Linked DNA regions of Mus musculus: regions 2 and 3 are each linked to region 1. The links are chromatin contacts, called in public ChIA-PET and HiChIP or PLAC-seq maps. All regions are on one chromosome and are shown on one strand. Each heading gives the region's core, a stretch centred on a gene start, on an enhancer-like site or on the middle of the called end of the contact. The rest is flanking DNA. Distances are from core to core; before and after follow the strand shown.

What was found. ChIA-PET counts read pairs in DNA pulled down with a chosen protein or histone mark. HiChIP or PLAC-seq counts read pairs in DNA pulled down with a chosen protein or histone mark.
Region 2: an H3K4me3 HiChIP or PLAC-seq map of bone marrow-derived macrophages shows a contact between it and region 1, with 3 times the contacts expected there. The contact joins the enhancer-like site here to the promoter of Trmt12 in region 1. A contact is called at or near these places in 1 of 15 datasets of contacts at CTCF or cohesin (pro-B cells), 9 of 484 Hi-C or Micro-C datasets (the G1E-ER4 cell line, bone marrow-derived macrophages, embryonic stem cells and 4 more), 13 of 115 datasets of contacts at active chromatin or transcription factors (the SCID.adh cell line, acute myeloid leukemia, a beta-TC-6 cell line and 5 more) and 2 of 9 other capture datasets (embryonic stem cells and macrophages).
Region 3: a contact with region 1 is called in an RNA polymerase II ChIA-PET map of memory CD8 T cells, with 61 read pairs. The contact joins the enhancer-like site here to the promoter of Trmt12 in region 1. A contact is called at or near these places in 3 of 39 promoter capture datasets (the C10 cell line, fetal liver and pre-B cells), 14 of 484 Hi-C or Micro-C datasets (the G1E-ER4 cell line, Th1 cells, bone marrow-derived DN3 thymocytes and 10 more), 21 of 115 datasets of contacts at active chromatin or transcription factors (CD8 T cells, the NIH/3T3 cell line, the SCID.adh cell line and 13 more) and 5 of 9 other capture datasets (adipose tissue, embryonic stem cells, liver and 2 more).

What each region holds. Positions count from the first base shown.
Region 1 is chr15:58,871,379-58,874,813 of GRCm38.p6, forward strand. It overlaps Trmt12 (tRNA methyltranferase 12), which reads left to right and starts at 1,271. Exons shown (of 1, transcript NM_026642.2): 1 at 1,271-3,435. The coding sequence starts at 1,377. The coding sequence ends at 2,717.
Region 2 is chr15:58,730,280-58,733,913 of GRCm38.p6, forward strand. No RefSeq gene overlaps it. Among named protein-coding and RNA genes, the nearest start is that of Gm41329, 28 kb to the right of the region's middle. Within about 2 kb of position 1,817, at least 39 of the 459 cell types and tissues checked have an H3K27ac peak or open chromatin away from gene starts, as enhancers often do. A contact at or near this core is called in bone marrow-derived macrophages, regulatory T cells and uterus, where this site is marked.
Region 3 is chr15:58,652,950-58,656,644 of GRCm38.p6, forward strand. All of the region lies in intron 39 of Fer1l6 (fer-1-like 6 (C. elegans)), which reads left to right. Among named protein-coding and RNA genes, the nearest start is that of Gm36451, 58 kb to the left of the region's middle. Within about 2 kb of position 2,137, at least 28 of the 459 cell types and tissues checked have an H3K27ac peak or open chromatin away from gene starts, as enhancers often do. A contact at or near this core is called in CD8 T cells, the G1E-ER4 cell line, Th1 cells and 5 more, where this site is marked.

The DNA.
Region 1 (3,435 bases), core at 21-2,520:
ACACACAAACACAGGAAGTGCATTTGGCTTGTATTCTAACTCAGGTGGTAACTGGGTCTGTTCCCCAGTCTGGAGTCCAGCCTCACAGCCTTAATTAAGGGAACTGGCACACAGGAAATATTGAAAGCTGAAAGGGGTCAGGGTTAGAAGAAGAAAGAAGTCACTGCTACAGGATATCAAATTCCTGGAATACAGCAATGGACCTTTGTGTAAACAAAGGGATTACTGGGTAGGTGGAAAATTAAAACATTTGCATAAAAGTCTGACAATTGGGGAGAGATAAAAAAGATTTCAACTTCTGTCCTAAACAGAAGTTTTCCAGCATTTGATAGAAAAGTCTCACATTTGATTTTTCTTATAGGGCCCACGTAAATGTACTACGGCTATAGCTCATGAATATTCATTTCACTGTTTACATTTACAGACCTATAAGTCAATACGCTAAAGGATGAGAATGGCCTGGCAAGACGGCTGCACAAGTAAAGGAGCTTGCAACCAAGTCAGACAACCTGAGTTTCGTTTCTTCCTCAGAGCTCACATGGTGGAAAAAGAGGAGAGACACTGCAAGTTGTCTTCTGACCTTGACACCTGCACTATGGCGTGAGTACGCTGCCCCCTAAAAGATAAATGTGTTTTACAAAAGACAAGAGATTCAGCAATTATGAGATTTTGATGATTTTGCAAAAGACCTGGGTTTCGTTCTCTCTTTCTACCATGTGGGGTCTGGGAATCCTGGTTGTCAGGCTTGGTGGCAAATAACTCCCTTACCCTCTGGGCCATCTCTCATTAGAATAGCAATTCTCTCAAGGTGGTTCGGGTAATCAACATTTTCTAGACAAAGATTCCCATTTTTGAGAGTTGACATGTTTCCCTCCTTGGATAACAAGGCAGCCGTGATGAAAATCTTTGCAAGAAAAGGGAATAAGGAAGCTTTATAACATTTCATTTCCAACAATAAGGTGGCTGGTGCTAATTTATAAGCAACACTAGAGTTTTGGAATCCTTTCTGTAAATTCAATCCACTGCAAATTCACTTTTTAAAAAAATTACGAGCATCGCTAAAGAGAGTGTATAACGTTTCCGGAGGATATCGACTCATTTCATGAGTTTTAGTTCATAGAATTACTAAGTTTCCTAAGTACAGACTAACCATAACAAAAATGGCTGCCGCGGTTCCAGAAAGCAACCCACTGCACCCGAAATTCCATTCCCTGATCGCAGTAATACTTCGAGATCTGGCTTTGTTTATTGACGTCACTTCCGATGCGCCGTAGCGGAGCGAGTTTAGCTCTTCCGGTTGTAGTGGAAGATTTGCAGGGAGAGAGCAGCCGGAGAATCTCGCTGATGGACGGCGACGGGGTACAAACACTAGCGACATGGAGAGAGAGTGTGAGGAGTCTGTAGTTGTCGCAGTTGTGACTGAGCCCCGGTTCACGCAGAGATACCGAGACTACCTGGAGGAGCAGAAACTCTTGGACAGGCTGCACCGGGTGGCGAAGCTGCGGGATGGCGCGGTGGCTCTGCCGGTGCTGGCGGAAAGCCTTTCTGAGCAGCATCTGCAGGAGCTGAGGGATCGCGTGGCCCCAGGCAGCACTTGTGTGCTGACGCGGCTCCCGGATCCTCTTCCTTCCAAAAAGGCCCGGGTTCGTTCACCTGCTCAGATACTGTGTCTGGAGGTGAGGCGTTGGGTGGAGGACCGCGGAGTGACGTGGTCCGCTGAGTTGGAGGCAGATTTGCCCCGGTCTTGGCAACGGCATGGTGACCTAATGCTGCTTAGTGAAGACTGCTTCCAAGCCACGCTGTGGAAAGGTCTGGAGCCAGAACTCTGGGAGACTGTTGCCTCGGCCCTGGGAGTTCAACGTTTGGCAAAACGAGGGCGGGTGCTACCTGATGGGACTCGAACTCCGTCAGTGACTCTGCTGCTGGGTGACCATGGCTGGGTAGAGCATATGGATAATGGCATCCGGTATAAGTTTGATGTGACACAGTGCATGTTCTCCTTTGGAAACATCACCGAGAAACTTCGAGTGGCGTCTCTGTCCTGTGCTGGAGAGGTGCTGGTGGATCTCTACGCAGGGATTGGTTATTTTACATTGCCCTTCCTAGTTCATGCTGGCGCTGCCTTCGTACATGCCTGTGAATGGAATCCTCATGCTGTAGTTGCTTTAAGAAACAACTTGGAGATCAATGGAGTGGCAGACCGGTGCCAAATACATTTTGGGGACAACAGGAAACTGAAGCTCTCAGACATTGCAGATAGGGTGAACCTCGGGCTCATTCCCAGTTCTAAAGAAGGCTGGCCCGTTGCCTGCCAAGTGCTTCGGAAGGACGTTGGGGGTATTCTGCATATCCACCAAAATGTGGAGTCTTTCTCAGGAAAGACTCCACAGCCACCTGGAAGCAATAACGTGGAAAAAGAGCACTGGCCTCGTCCCCAGAAAATCACCACTGATACACAGGGAAATGGAACTACTGAGAATTTCAGGGGGGAAATATCATCGGCCAACAAACCAGAGTGGTGGAGATGGGCAGAATCTGCAGAAACTCAGATCGCCTCTCTTCTTCATCAAGTGCATGGGAAACCATGGAGGACACGAATCTTGCATGTCCACCCAGTGAAATCTTACGCCCCTCACGTGGATCACATAGTCCTAGATCTAGAATGCCGGCCCCTGACCTCTAGTTGGCCAGAAGGAGTAGATTTACTGACACAGTAATTGCCAGATGAGTGCCTCATCGAGGGCTGTGTTCTCACCCTTCTGTTTTCTGGTGACCTTTTAAAGTGATCTGTGGTCTGAAAATGAACTCTAGATCGATCCAAAGTTGTCTTCTGTTGATCACATTGAGAATGTATTAAAGTATCAGAGGAAACCAATGTGACTCATTAAAATAGGTTTCACCTGTGCAGACATGAATTCTGCATTTTTTACCTTAGCTTTCAGTGATATGGCCTTAATATTCATTTGGTCTTGGATTTATTTGCATATAGAGCCTCCTTGAATTGGATCGTGTGGCTTTTTTTTCTAGTAAGTCATACAGACATTATTACATGAAATACAGTATTGGTCCCACAGAGTACTAGCTACATTATGTGAAATCAACTGGTAAGCCAAGATCAAAATAGGGAAACCAGTGTCCATTTCTACAGATGTTTTGTAGTTTGCAGGTACAAAGTGACAGTGGTTTGCACTAAAGTGGTAGCCATGGGGTCTTGGAAAATAATAGGTTGGAGAAAAATCAGTGTGACCAAGTTATGAACTCCAGACTGAAGCATTAATGTGATGCTGCTTTGATACCGAGACTAAATTACATAGGAAGGGGCAGTAAGTAGAGGTAACTCAAATTCTATAGCATTTCTCAGTGGAGTGTCTGTGTGTGGGTGTGGTATTAAAGTATTAAATATTAGATCTTTTTTATTTTATGTTAAAAAGAGTT
Region 2 (3,634 bases), core at 567-3,066, 140 kb before region 1:
ACCAAAGAGTTAACAAATGTCACACACTTAGGATGCCTGCCTATGTACTGGGGTTACTAGTTTGATAAACTTTCATTTAGGAAGCAATGGCAGAAATACTGCAGGAAGACAGGCGGCGATGGCCTCATCCAGGTGGGAAGCAAACGTGACTTTAACTTTCATCCCCCTCCCTACTTGTTTAAGACTGTCCCAGCACTTGGTCACTCTTGAATGGAGACAAATCAACTAGATAGAAAAATAAAACATCTAAAGAGCCCTTTGGGTCTGGGCTGTGGCCAGGCACGAAGTCCCAAAGCACACAGAGGACAGACATAGTAGGTAAGGCTACTTAACCTGCTCTATTCGTACAGGGATGGGTGACACTACCTGAGCTGAGCCCTGATGGAAAGATGAGCAGGCAGACCTGAGGATGCCCACAGATGGAAGGCAGAAGGGCTCTTAGGTGCTGGCCACGCTGAGAACTTTAGATGGATGCACGTACCTACACAGGAAAGCACTGAGCTGTAGGTCTGTGCTCCCATCTCAGAGGGTTTGGTTGTTTTTATTGGATTTATTGCTTTGTTTTGTCTCTGGTACTGGGAGGTGCTTACATATGCCAATCGAGTGGTCTGCCTCTGAGTTACAGTCCCTGTGTCTCAAGGTTTCCTTTGTTGTGAAGAGACACCATGAGCAAGGCAAGTCTTATAAAGGAGACAATTAACTGCGGCTGGCTTACAATTGCAAAGTTTCAGCCCATTAGCATCATAGCAGGAAGCATGGAAGCTTGCAGGCAAAAACATGGTGCTGGAGCACCATGCATGGAGCCAAGAGTTCTACATCTTGGTCTGAAGGCAGCCAGGAAGAGACTCTCTTCTGCAAACAGCCAGGAGGAGGATCTCTTCCGCACTGAACGGAGCTTGAGCATCAACCTCAAAGCCAACCCCCAAAGTAATGCATTTCCTTCAACAAGGCCACACCTACTCCAACAAAGCCACACCTCCTAATAGCGCCCCTTCCCATGGTCCAGAAATATTCAAACCATCACACCCTCCCACACCTCATTACAAATATCTGACATGCCTACTATCTTCAAAATGAAGGAGGATCTCTGAAGTCTCCCGGCTTGCCCTTCTGTCTATCATACTCAGGGACAGCCTGGAATTGGATTCGGAGCCAAGCACTCACAAACCCCAGAGGGGTAAAAGTGATGACTCAAGAACTGGTCCCAGCTTGTCAAGCTCGGTGTTCACTGGAATGCAAACAAAGATGATGTTAGTGAATACTGAGAGAGAAATCAAGGTAGCCTGAGCTGGATCAGCCCACATGCGCACGCTCCATTAGCTCACTGCCCTCAAGTTCCCTAGCCATTAAAACAGCATTATGTTAGAAAAACGCCCCTGGGAGAGCGCAGGGCCCCATAGCAGCTTTTATGGTCATTCTAACCTCTGCTGGGAGATGCTAAATCTTCACAAACACCATCTCCAGAATTTTACAGGAAGAATTCTGAGTAAGAAAACACAGGAAAAACTTGAGGTCTAAGCTGGTTTTACTGCCTGCAGCTCAACCCAAAAGCGCCACTCTCTGCATCGTTCTTGCCCTCCCTGGTTTGGCTCTCTCCTAATCCTCCTCACAGAATGACATGGTCTATTCATTGTTCAAGTTTGTCTTCCCTCTATAGGAATACGAACCCCGTGAAGCAAAGGACTTTCCCAGCTTGTCTTTCCCTCATGACATTTGCATGTGATATTTACTGAATAGATACGAGTTGAAGGTTCGCCCAGCTCAAGGCAGCCTACACATAAGAACAGCTCTGGACCACATCTGAGCAATCTGCTACCAATAAAGAAAAAAAAAAAAAAAGCCGTTGAGAGCTTCCATTAGCGTAATGCTGAGCAGTTTCCGTAGCACAGGGCATGTGTCACATGACTAGCTCCTCGCAGACTAAGTATTATTGTTTCAGCTTTACAGGGGAAGGGAAAAAAATCAAGCCTCAGAGATATCCAATAATATCTTCAAGTTCACGTGATAGGGAACTAAAATTCAAGGAGCAAACGAAGCCCAAGATTGGTCTTTCTGGAGGATTGCTTTAAAGGGAAATGGCCTCCTTAGCATCTATGGATGTTGCTAATTTGAGAGCCTGCCTCACCTAGGAAGGCTCCCTTTGTTTTGCCCGAGAGTGGGCGTGGCCAAGGCTTGGGCAGGAAGCCACTCTGGTGGGAGCTGCTGGAATCAGCTATATAGGACTTCGGACAAGTCTCAGCTCCTCTCATCAGGAACCTGTTTTCTTCTCTCAAGCTCCAAAGCACGTGTCTGCTGCACTGGGTGCTATGAGCACATGAAAGAACGAGAGAGGGAGAGAGAGAAGAGCCACAGAGGTTTAAGTTCAATGTAACAGTAGATGCCTGGTCACCTGGGTCCTCCCCTCCCATTTTAGAAATCTGATCGTGAAAGACCCTTGGCTTTTCACACGCTCTGTTTCCATCTTATACTGATGCTTGGATTTTCCCAAATCAGGTCCTCCTTTTAGAAATAGATAGCGAAGATCGTTGCATAATTGAAAATACAGGAGTAGCCATTGACTGGGTTATGATATTTAAGTGTGGCCTGTGAGTTTATTCGCTCTTGTTTTAAAAACCAGAGCAGTTGCTTACATTCAGCCTATAGTTAGTTGCCCATACATTGCAAGGTTGGGAATAGTCTAGAAAATCCTCATGAAATTGTATGTTTGGCAGAGGATGGAGCAAAGCTGGTAGAGTTGGAGGATCGTCAGCCAAAAGGGCCAGAAGGTGCTAATTTAGCAGAACCCGCCCCTCCACCTGCCTGTCACATTATTTACCCTGACCAGCAAAGGGTGCCAAGTGCACCTCAGGTCCCAATTCCGGAAACCAAATAGATTTGACATCAAGGCTCCTAACTTACGTGTGAGGGAAAGAGCTCGCGCCTGGGCGGGTGATTTCCCTTTATCCTTTCATGTCCTTTAAATCGCATCATCAAGTCTGAGGTGCTGGCAAGCCTGTGAGATGAGGCTTTGGAGCTACAGGAAACCAAACTTGCCCTGCCTCATGTCTCAGTGTTCTCAGCCTTTGATGAAAAAGCTGTCACATGGCCATTTTGACACCTGAGAAAATCTCAAGTATGTCAGGAGTATGCCATCTCCATTTCGCCACCAGAGAGGAGACAACTTTCCTTCTTCCCAAACCAGCTCAGCTCAGGCCCACATCCCAAGGAAGAACAGCCACTCTCAGGAGGCCTTTCCCCTTCCTGAAATTATGCAGTCAGTTCCCAGCTTGCACAGACACAGCTAAAGGAGTGTGGCACCTCACCAACTCCCAAAGTCATGAGCCTGAAGTATCGCTGCGGTTCCACCCAACACCATGAGGCTCATGTAGTGAGTTCTGGTAACTCTGTTGACCACTAGAGCCAGACTGACCACATTCAGTCAGGAGCGTTGACACTTGCTATCTTTGTGACTTTGGATCAATGACAGAGATACTCTGCTCCATTCCTTCTTCCACAAAACCAGGCTGAGTACTTACATGACAGAGCCATATTGTGGGTGGGTTTCCTCAGAATTTAAACGTTCCCTCCCAGGGGAGGAGGGGGACTCTCAGAAGCTCAACAGAAAAGTTGTAAAACATGTAAGAATCGTGTTTTA
Region 3 (3,695 bases), core at 887-3,386, 220 kb before region 1:
GGCCAATCTGGTAGGGGTATTTTCTATTCATATTCCCTCTTCCAAAATGCTTCTAGGTTGTATGTCAAGTTAACATAAAACTAGTCAACACGGTTGCTAAGTAATAGTTAACCAAGGATGTGACATACACCACAAGTGAGAGGTCTCAAAGACAGAAACAACCCCCACCCCCACCCCGTCATTACCAAGACAAGCAGTCACAACCCACTCCATAACTAGTTTCCAGGTAAAAGATAACTAGTTCAAGTGATTGTAGTGATTAACTGAGTTAAGAGAATCCATTTGTTGTGAAGGGTGGGCAAGGTTGGGGCTAGGGGGATACTTGTTAAATCTTTATGACAAGAGACATTCTGTGACTTGGAATGAGGTTCATGCCAGAGTTAGGCCCCTCCCCCTCAGAAGTAGCAGTAGATTTATTTAGATTCCCTCTTTCTCTCATTTATTTATACATACACAAGGTCTCTAGTCGCCCCACCTTGTCCACACTGGCCTTCCTGTCCTCCTGCCTCGGCCTCCCAGGGAGTTGGACTTGCACATTGTGATATAGCCCCAGGCTAGGATGTAAACTTTCTTGATGTTTGCTTTGTGGAAAAGCAGTTCCTACACCTTTGACAAAGACAGGCCTGCACATTGTAAAGGATGAAGCCGACTTAGTTTTCAAAGGTGTTTATATACATCTCAAAGAGAAGAGAAAGCACTTACGATTATAGCTCTTCTAAAGGAAATGCTCTAAGAGAAAGAAAGAGAGGAGAATCCTGTTTACACGATGCTTTGTTTGTTGTAGACAAGGTCTATGGGTCTATGTAGACCAGGCTGGTTTTGAACTCATGACCCTTCAGTCATATTGGGTACTGTGCCTAGTCTTCTTCCTATGTTATCAAGAGAAAGAATTAAGTCTTTTTAAACCTGTATTTCCCCTCATGCATCTTAAAGGGAGAATGTGAGCTGACTTTATTCTTCACTCACACCGTGTCCCTGTCAGATCCTGAAAGTCCCACTGTGGCTGTAGAAGTAACTTGGCCCCAGCTTCCCCTTGTCCTCTCTGCTCTGTAACAAACCAACATCCATTCCCAGGAAACCAAGCCTCCAGCCCTTTTCTCCTAGTGGGACAGGAAAGTAGATCATCCAACATGGAAAGGAAAACCTGGGCCACTGTTGGGTCACCTTCTGTCTCTTGAGTCTCAGCTTCCAAGTCTTTAAGGTGCAAAGGCTGAACTATGTGCCTCACCCCACCCCCACCCCCACCCCCACCCCCGAGGTGTTTTCAAGGCACAGGCTCAAATTCTAACTCTACACGGGTCCTCTTATGCTTTGAAATTATTCATAGTGTTGGAAATGAAGGCTCAGCCTGTTCTCCCAGCACTTGGGAAGCTGAGGCAGGAGGACTGCTCCCAATCAGGAACTAACATGGGCTACATTGTAAGCTCCAATTAGCCTGGGCTACAGAGTGGGGGCTCCCCAAAGGGATGTCTTCTCAAGAGTATACACCATCCACAAAGTGTTGGAATGTTCAGTGTTTTTGAGCCCCAGTCACTGGCAGGGGAGAGAGGATTTGTTTCCAGTCTCCAGCACCTGCCAGACTTATTTTTAAAGCTGCTCATCAGAAGTCCAAGCTGTATAATTTAGACACTTGGATTCACACAGCTCCTGGTGTGCTGTGTTGCCGTCCTTGGAGTCACTGGAAGCTGGCTGCGGGTATCACTCAGGGTGTGTGCCCTTGGCAGAGCTGAAGGGCAGGTGCACACACTGCACCCTGCACTATATACTTCTTCACCAACTTAAAAGTTATCTTAAATGCCATCTTCAAATAAATTACTCGCGTAAGATATGGAAGTCAGAGAGTTTCTTCTACAGGCAAATCCCACAAATTAACATCGATCCAAGGTTAGGTCCTAGGGCCGTCATGCCCTAAATTAAAAAGGAGGCAGCTGTACTTAAGGTCTTGGGAGAAGCTCTCTCCATCCTCTGTGGTTAAGAGCTACAGGCTCAGTGATGAGGAGGGTGAGTTCTTGGTATCTCTGTGTTCCCAGCGTGGCTGAGGAGGCTGCTTAGCTCATGGATCGTGACACATGTAGTGGATTCTGACTCTTTAAGACCGGAGGATAGCGTTTGTGCATAAAGGCTGTTTTTGAGGTTGCCCACAGGAAATGTGAAAAGTGTCAAGGCTGGGGAGAGCCCCACCCTCACATGCATATCATCTCAAGAAAGCTATGGCTGAGGCACAGGTTCTTTCCATGTTTCCTGGATGTCACATCCCCTTTGCTGTGACAGCATTTACCAGGCAATAGCGACTTAAAAGAACGAAAATTTTATTTTGACTCGGGGATTAAGGGACGCATCCTGTCAGGGCACAGAAGGCATGGCAGCAGGAGCTGGTCACACTACATTCACAGTCATGGAGCAGAAAGAGAGAGGAGTCTACTCGCTAACCTCTCGCATTCCTTATGCAGTGCAGGACTCCATGGTGTGGAGCCTCTCAGATTCAATGCTTCTCTCCTAGTTAGGCTTTAGTGGAAACACTCTCTCACAGACACACCCAGAGTGTATCTCTTTGGTGAGACTAGGCCTGAATTAACAGATTGCTTTTCCTAAGGTTGCTTTTCTTCATCTCTGCTTAGTGCATTTTCTCTGAGTAGAGTTGGATGCAAGTTATTACATTGCAGTTTATTGGAAAGTCAGTATATTTGATACAGGGTACTGTTTACTTCACAGAGAACCAATGGCCCTGCTATAGATGATACTGAGTTTAGGGGTTTGTTAAATTGGCATAAGTAAGATCTGTTCATGCAAAGCTACATTTTTCTCCTCTGCAAGAGCAGGTCACTGTCGGGTAACACTGGCAACATAAGTACTCTCTGATGCCAACACCTCTCACCTACTGGTTTTTATAACCACCAAGGATCTTGTCACTCCATGCTCTCCCTCTCCCTCTCCCTCTCCCTCTCCCTCTCCCTCTCCCTCTCCCTCTCCCTCTCCCTCTCCCTCTCCCTCTCCCTCTCTTTCTCCCTCTCCCTCTCCCTCTCCCTCTCCCTCTCCTCTCCCTCTCCCTCTCCCTCTCCCTCTCCCTCTCCCTCCCCCCTCCCCCTCCCTCCTCCCCTCTCCCCTCTCCCACTCCCCCTCCCTCGTCCCCCTCTTCCAATCTCCATTTATTAGTTAGCATATATCTAAGAGTTTCCCTTCATAAAGCAAATTTATGATCACTCTACTTTCCCACCCCAAAAACAATGGAATAAATAAAATCATATCTACTAATTACCAATGATTAGAATCAAGAGTTATTTTAGGAATCAGGATGAAACTTTTCCTCCTTGATTTATTTTTGACTGTGTCACTACAGACTAATGAAATTTTTGGGAAAATGCATCATCTAACTGTACCCTCTGAAAGACTCTAACATCAAAATCTCCTATTAACAAATAAGACTTCTAGTGCTGGGATTCTATTTTCTAGATATCATCTTCTAACAAAAGTACCTGACTTCAGACCTATAGACAAAATCCAAGAAGAGTCTGAGGTGCCTTGACAGTTGGTTCAAAAATGTTTGTGTTCAGTACAAAGGCCTTTTCTGGGGTCTGAATTATTCTTTAATTCAGGTACTCAGAAATGAAATTCCTAGATTGAGAACATGGGTATATTCAATACACACACACACACACACACACACACACACACACATGCCACCACTGTCATATAGC